Regions from separate parts of the Zea mays genome. Here region 1 is linked to region 2. A link is a contact called in public Hi-C data. All regions are on one chromosome and are shown on one strand. The core of a region is the stretch at or near the end of the contact, and the rest is flanking DNA. Distances in the headings are between cores, read along the strand shown.

Region 1 (2,700 bases), core at 9-2,508, 150 kb after region 2:
TCTTTGCCGAGTGCTTGGCGCTTTGCCGAGTATTTTTTGTCGGGCACTCGGCAAAAAAGTCTTTGCCGAGTGCCGCACTCGGTGAAGTCCTGCTCTCGATAACGACCACGTTTACCGAGACCAGGACTCTCGGCACAGGAAAACACTCGACAAAGACATCTTTGCCGAGTGTCAGACACTCGGCGAACGGTAACGCTCGGCAAATGGCCGTCAGCCACCGTCTAAAGCTAACGGCCGTTATCTTTACCGAGAGCCGAGTTCTAGCACTCGGCAAAAAAGCTTCTTTGTCGAGTGCCCCCGTTTGACACTCGGCAGAGCAAGCTATGCCGAGTGCCTTCCGAGGACACTCGACAAAGTATATTTTTATTTTATTATTTTGCCAACCAAACTTTTTGTGGTATGTTCCTACACTATGTAGATCTACATGTACCATTTTGGCATAATTATAAAAGTGTTTTCCTACACTATGTAGATCTACATGTACCATTCTTCGGAAAATTCACATTTGAACTGCAAGTCACTCGAAACATGAAAAATCGTGCATGCAAAAATGATATCCATATAATTTAGCACAAGTTACGACCGATTTTAGGAGCAGACCCGAATCTTGGAGCACCATGCTCACTAAACATAACCATGAACTTGTCATCAAGTTGTTTTAAAATTGTATAAAACACAAACAAAGTCAGAAAATCATGAAACTTGATCACATGTCATGATATCATATGTAGAAGCTGTGATAAAAAATTGAGAATGTTTCGATAAAGTTGTGAGGATCGGAGTGGATCACAGAGCGTCTTATGACTTGTAGAGTAGAAACATATTCCATTGATATATAAATTTATTTTCTATACTACACTCCATGAATTTAAGATAAACTTATATCTGAGCTTTGAAAGTGGTGGAATGTTAAATTCTAAGTTAAATAGACTACTTTATTAAGTAAATTCTAATTCGTCTAAAATGAATAGATCCAAAGAGCACCTTAGATAAATGTTGTTTGTCACGTGAAAATAAAGCAAAAAAAACACACACACACAGTTTAGAGACACCTCACTATAGTGCCCGCCAGAAACGAGCAAAAGACAGCAATTTACATTCCCTTGCCCGTCCGTTGGCCTACAACACTCCTGCCTCCATAGCGAGAAAAGGCTGAAGCTCTATGTCGCTAGCCCATCAGGTCATCAGCGTCGACAACCCAGCATGCATGCATGCGCACATAGGATAGGACGCAGACAGAGACACGCACAGACTGGCCGGCCGGCCGGGTTTCAGAGTAGTGTGGTACGCGAGAGCGACGAGTGATCGCATGCGTCCACGGAGACGAGCAGGCATCTTGGCATGGGAAAGAAAACTCCATGCAGATACTACTGCAACCGACGACGATGCCTACAGGCTGTGCCTGTGCCTGTGCTGTGCAGCATTCCTGCGAAACCCGAGGCAGCATTCTCGCGAAGCTCGAGGCGGGCATATGTCCTTGCCGGCCGCGGCTTGCACATTCTCGACAAACCGCAGTGTGGCCGTCTGATCGTCGTCCAAAAGGGACGTTTGCTTCGGCACAGTTAATGCAGGGCCGAGTCTGCGAGGGATGAAGAGGGCCAGCGCGCGGCGTGCGCGCACGCGGCAAAGAGTACTGAGACGTGGTGCTGGGATCGGCTTGGGTTTAGGCTTTTTAGTTCTGGAATTATTTGAGCGGCAGTGGTAAAAAAAGAAAGGCAACATTTATCGAGAGGGTGCTGGTATTAGTAGTAAAAAGTTGCTTCGAATTGAAAACCGTAGAGCGGCGGCGCGGCGGCGGCGCTTCATGAGCGGGCACCCTCGATAGTTCATATGAACTAAAACAATAACCTAACATATCAATATCATTGTAGAAAAATATATGATAACATATATCGAAGGTCCGCAAAATGCTTTTGCTTTAGTATAAGATGTGTTTCAGACGTATAATAAAGGACGAACCAATCTAGCCTTCGACGGAAGCAGTTTGTAAAGAAAAGCTTCGTCCATATACGCAAGGAGCGAAGGTGCGTGCCGAGGTCGCTAGCCTCGGCATGGAGATAGCTTCGGATGCAAAGCGACAAAGGAGAAGAAGTCCAAGGCTTGTTCAGCAAGAAAGAAAGAGAAAAGACGGTGATGTTCCCGCATCATTTGTAAATCATGTGTGTAAACTTTGTAGACATGTTTGTAATTTCTAACGAAACTATTCAACTTCCCCTATAAATAGGTGAGCGGTGCCCTACATAAATTCACCTTTTTGAGGGCCTTAATTAAGCTTCATTTCGCTCAGTCTTCGAAGTATCTTCTAGCTATCTTGTGCAAAGAAGCCGAATGCATTTTTGTAAACTTGTACAATACGAAGGAATGTGGAATAAAAAAATGCTAAGGCACAAAAGATGAGTTTCATACTTTATTGTTCATTGTCATTTTGTTCAATATTGTTTTATTCGCATCTTCTTTTAAAAACCTTCGTCCTCAAGCTAACACTTCGAAGAAGTGATAACTTAAGGACGAATGTCCAAACTTCTCAACTTGTGTTGCCTTGTTTTTTATGCCATGTAGCAATTGAAAACAAGTGACCAACATTGGCGCCCACCTCCGGTGATATCACGACCACAATAAGCTACATCACGACGAAGAGTATGGAAAGCCATCAAGCTTCGTTGTCAAGATGATCTTTGTCTTAAGGACTATCCACATAGA
Region 2 (2,700 bases), core at 126-2,625:
AGTTTGAGGAGGTGTGCGCCGGCGAGCTCTTCTGGGACGTCGCCGCGCTCGAGGCGCCGGAGCAGCTCGTCGGCCACGGCCTCCGCCATGGACACCGAGTCGCCAACCACAACGGGGTTGCTTCGCCGCTCCTGCTTCCGGACCATCACCTCCAGGACCGCGCGGACGTCGTCGTTGCATGCGCCCGGGCCCGGCGCCGCGGACAAGAAGTGCGCCGGCCAGAGCCCGAAGCGGTCACCAGCTTTGCCGCTGGAGGGAATGCTGGGGTCGATGAAGAAGTGGGGAGGGATGGGCGGCGGCGGCAGCGGCAGCGGTGGGGACGACGAGGAACGCGGCGGCATGAGCGCGCTCTCCTCCTCGAGGTTGCTCTTGACGGTGGCGCTGGAGAAGCCGGCTTCCCGCATGACGCGGCTCACGCTGGGGTCTTCGAGGATGGAGATGACCAGCTGCTCCAGCTCCACCTTGATGGCGAGGAGCGCCTGCTGCTGTGCTGGCGGCGCATTTGCTGGTGGCGGCGGCTGCTGGAGCTCAACGCACCCGCGGCGCTGGTTGGCCTGCGCGCGCTTGAGGGCGGCGACGAGCGCGTTGGAGAGTGTGGGGCTGGGCTGGATAAGCGGCGACGTGAATGGCGACGTCGAGGAGGGCGCCGACTGCGGGCCGGAAGCGGGCAGGCGGTTGAGCGCTACATTGAAGCACAGCTCAAGCGCGCGGCACTGCAGTGGGTGCTGGGGCGCGCCGTGACACGCCGCCGGACCGGGCGCCGGGTGCGACCGCAAGCAGGCACGTTTGAGTAGACCGTACGGCACCGCCGGAGACGCGGGTGAGGAGAAGGCCGCGAGAGGCTGCGCGCACGCGGCGGGGCCGGTCAGCAGCGCGAACGCGACGTGCAGTGGCGTGACCTGCGCATGGCCGCGCCGGCGCGCGAGCGCGAGCGCGAGCTTGAGCACGGCGGCCGCCTCGGCGGTGAGCGACTGGTGGATAGTGTATGCCCCCGCCCGCATCCCTCGCCGTCAGCACGCCACCTCACACGATGTATGTGTGTCTCACGTTCTTGTTCTGGCTTCTTCTCCCTCGCAGCAGCAATGGAAGCGAAAGACGCCTTCGTTCTTGCCCGAACGTTGGGAGGCAGCGCAGCAATGATGGCGTGTGAGCTAGCTGAGCGCTTCTTCACTCTCTTTTTATTTATCAGATCAGACGTGAGCGCTCTACTTGTGCTCGGTAGGCCGTATGTGTGTAGGCTAGCTAGCGGTGCTGCTTCCATTTAGAGCGTGCCGCTTATGAATGAAAATAAGCAAGAATCTCGCTAAGTGCGTAGATTATTTTCGTTTTTCGTAACAGTGCACCTGTTAAACTAATGAGGGAATCGAATAAATAGTCATGAGAATCTTTACGTTCCATCTAAACATAATGGACTGAAGAGAAACTAAACACGGTCTAGACCGGATTCAGCCTCTAGGCTATATCTATGGTCACGTCATTATCCACGTTCTATGGTCCCGTTTGTTTCGGCTTCTAGCAGTTTCTGGCCAGCCAGGTTCTATAAAATTCGTTTGGGCAAAAACCATCCAAAATCAACATAAACACATAATCGTTTGAGTCGTTGTAATAGTAGAAATCCGTCACTTTTTAGATCCTGAGCCCTATAAACAACTTTATCTTTCTCCACATGTAATCGTAATGATACTCAGATTCTCCCCACAGTCAGATTCTTCCCACAGCCAGATTTTCAGAAAAGCTGGTCAGAAAAAAGTTAAACCAAACATGCCCTATATCTACCAGCATCAGCTTTTATCTATCACAACTTTCAAATATGCAATCTTTAATTGTCTTATTTATCAAACTTTCTAGTGCACAATCTTTATCGTCATTATATAGCCATATCAGCGTCACGTCAGCTTTTCTTTTATAAACCATGTTTGTTTCATCTTTTGGCTAGATTCTAGCCGTCAGAATCGGCTTCTAACAGCCAAAATGATTCGCTTCTTAGTCTACTTCTGTCACAATCACTTTTATAAAAATCGTCCAAATTAACGTGAATGCAGAATCTGTCGAGCCAAGAGGAATCCACCATCTTCGAAAAACCTAAACCATATAGACCTTTCATCTTCCTCCGCATGTAAGTCCCACGATATTTAGATTCCCGCGACATCTAGATTATCCAGAAATTTGGATTCTCAAAAAAAGCAAAAGCTCTTCATAAAGAAGTTTTTCGAGGCCCTTTTGTTGTAAATGAAATACAATGTTTCATTGAAAGAGAAAAGTTATCGAACATATAAATAAGCAAATATAAACTCTGTAATTTATAAAGAGAATTAAAAACTACATTATTTAAAAATACACAACACATAGGTCAAACTAAAACAAAAATTACACAATGCATAAAACATAAAACTTGAAAATTTTAAAAAAACACATAACTAATAAAAAACGAATTCCTTTGGTGTCGATCCTTAATATGCCCCATTAAAGAATGGCAACAAAGCATGTTGGTGTTTAGCGGTAATACTACAATAGAGAACTCTGATTGTCTCATAGCCATCCGTGTTGTATGATGTTCCACGGTCATCCATAATGATCTTATTGTGCAAAATGATACATGCATAGATGATCACACTGAGTAACTGGTGAAAAAAAGAACGATCTATGGTTGAGAATATGAAATTGACCCTTGAGCACCCGAACCGCCCTCTCCACGTCCTT

The links. Hi-C and Micro-C count contacts between places; a contact is called where the count stands out from the background.
Region 1: a contact with region 2 is called in a Hi-C map of ear, with 1.7 times the contacts expected there. The contact joins the enhancer-like site here to the promoter of LOC103641545 in region 2. A contact is called at or near these places in 2 of 25 Hi-C or Micro-C datasets (ear and tassel).

Annotation. Positions count from the first base shown.
Region 1 is chr10:107,755,178-107,757,877 of Zm-B73-REFERENCE-NAM-5.0, forward strand. No RefSeq gene overlaps it. Among protein-coding and RNA genes, the nearest start is that of LOC109943022, 85 kb to the right of the region's middle. Within about 2 kb of position 1,259, at least 10 of the 20 cell types and tissues checked have an H3K27ac peak or open chromatin away from gene starts, as enhancers often do. A contact at or near this core is called in ear and tassel, where this site is marked.
Region 2 is chr10:107,608,215-107,610,914 of Zm-B73-REFERENCE-NAM-5.0, forward strand. It overlaps LOC103641545 (Protein SMAX1-LIKE 4), which reads right to left and starts at 1,376. Exons shown (of 3, transcript XM_008664889.4): 1 at 1-1,376. The coding sequence starts at 1,001.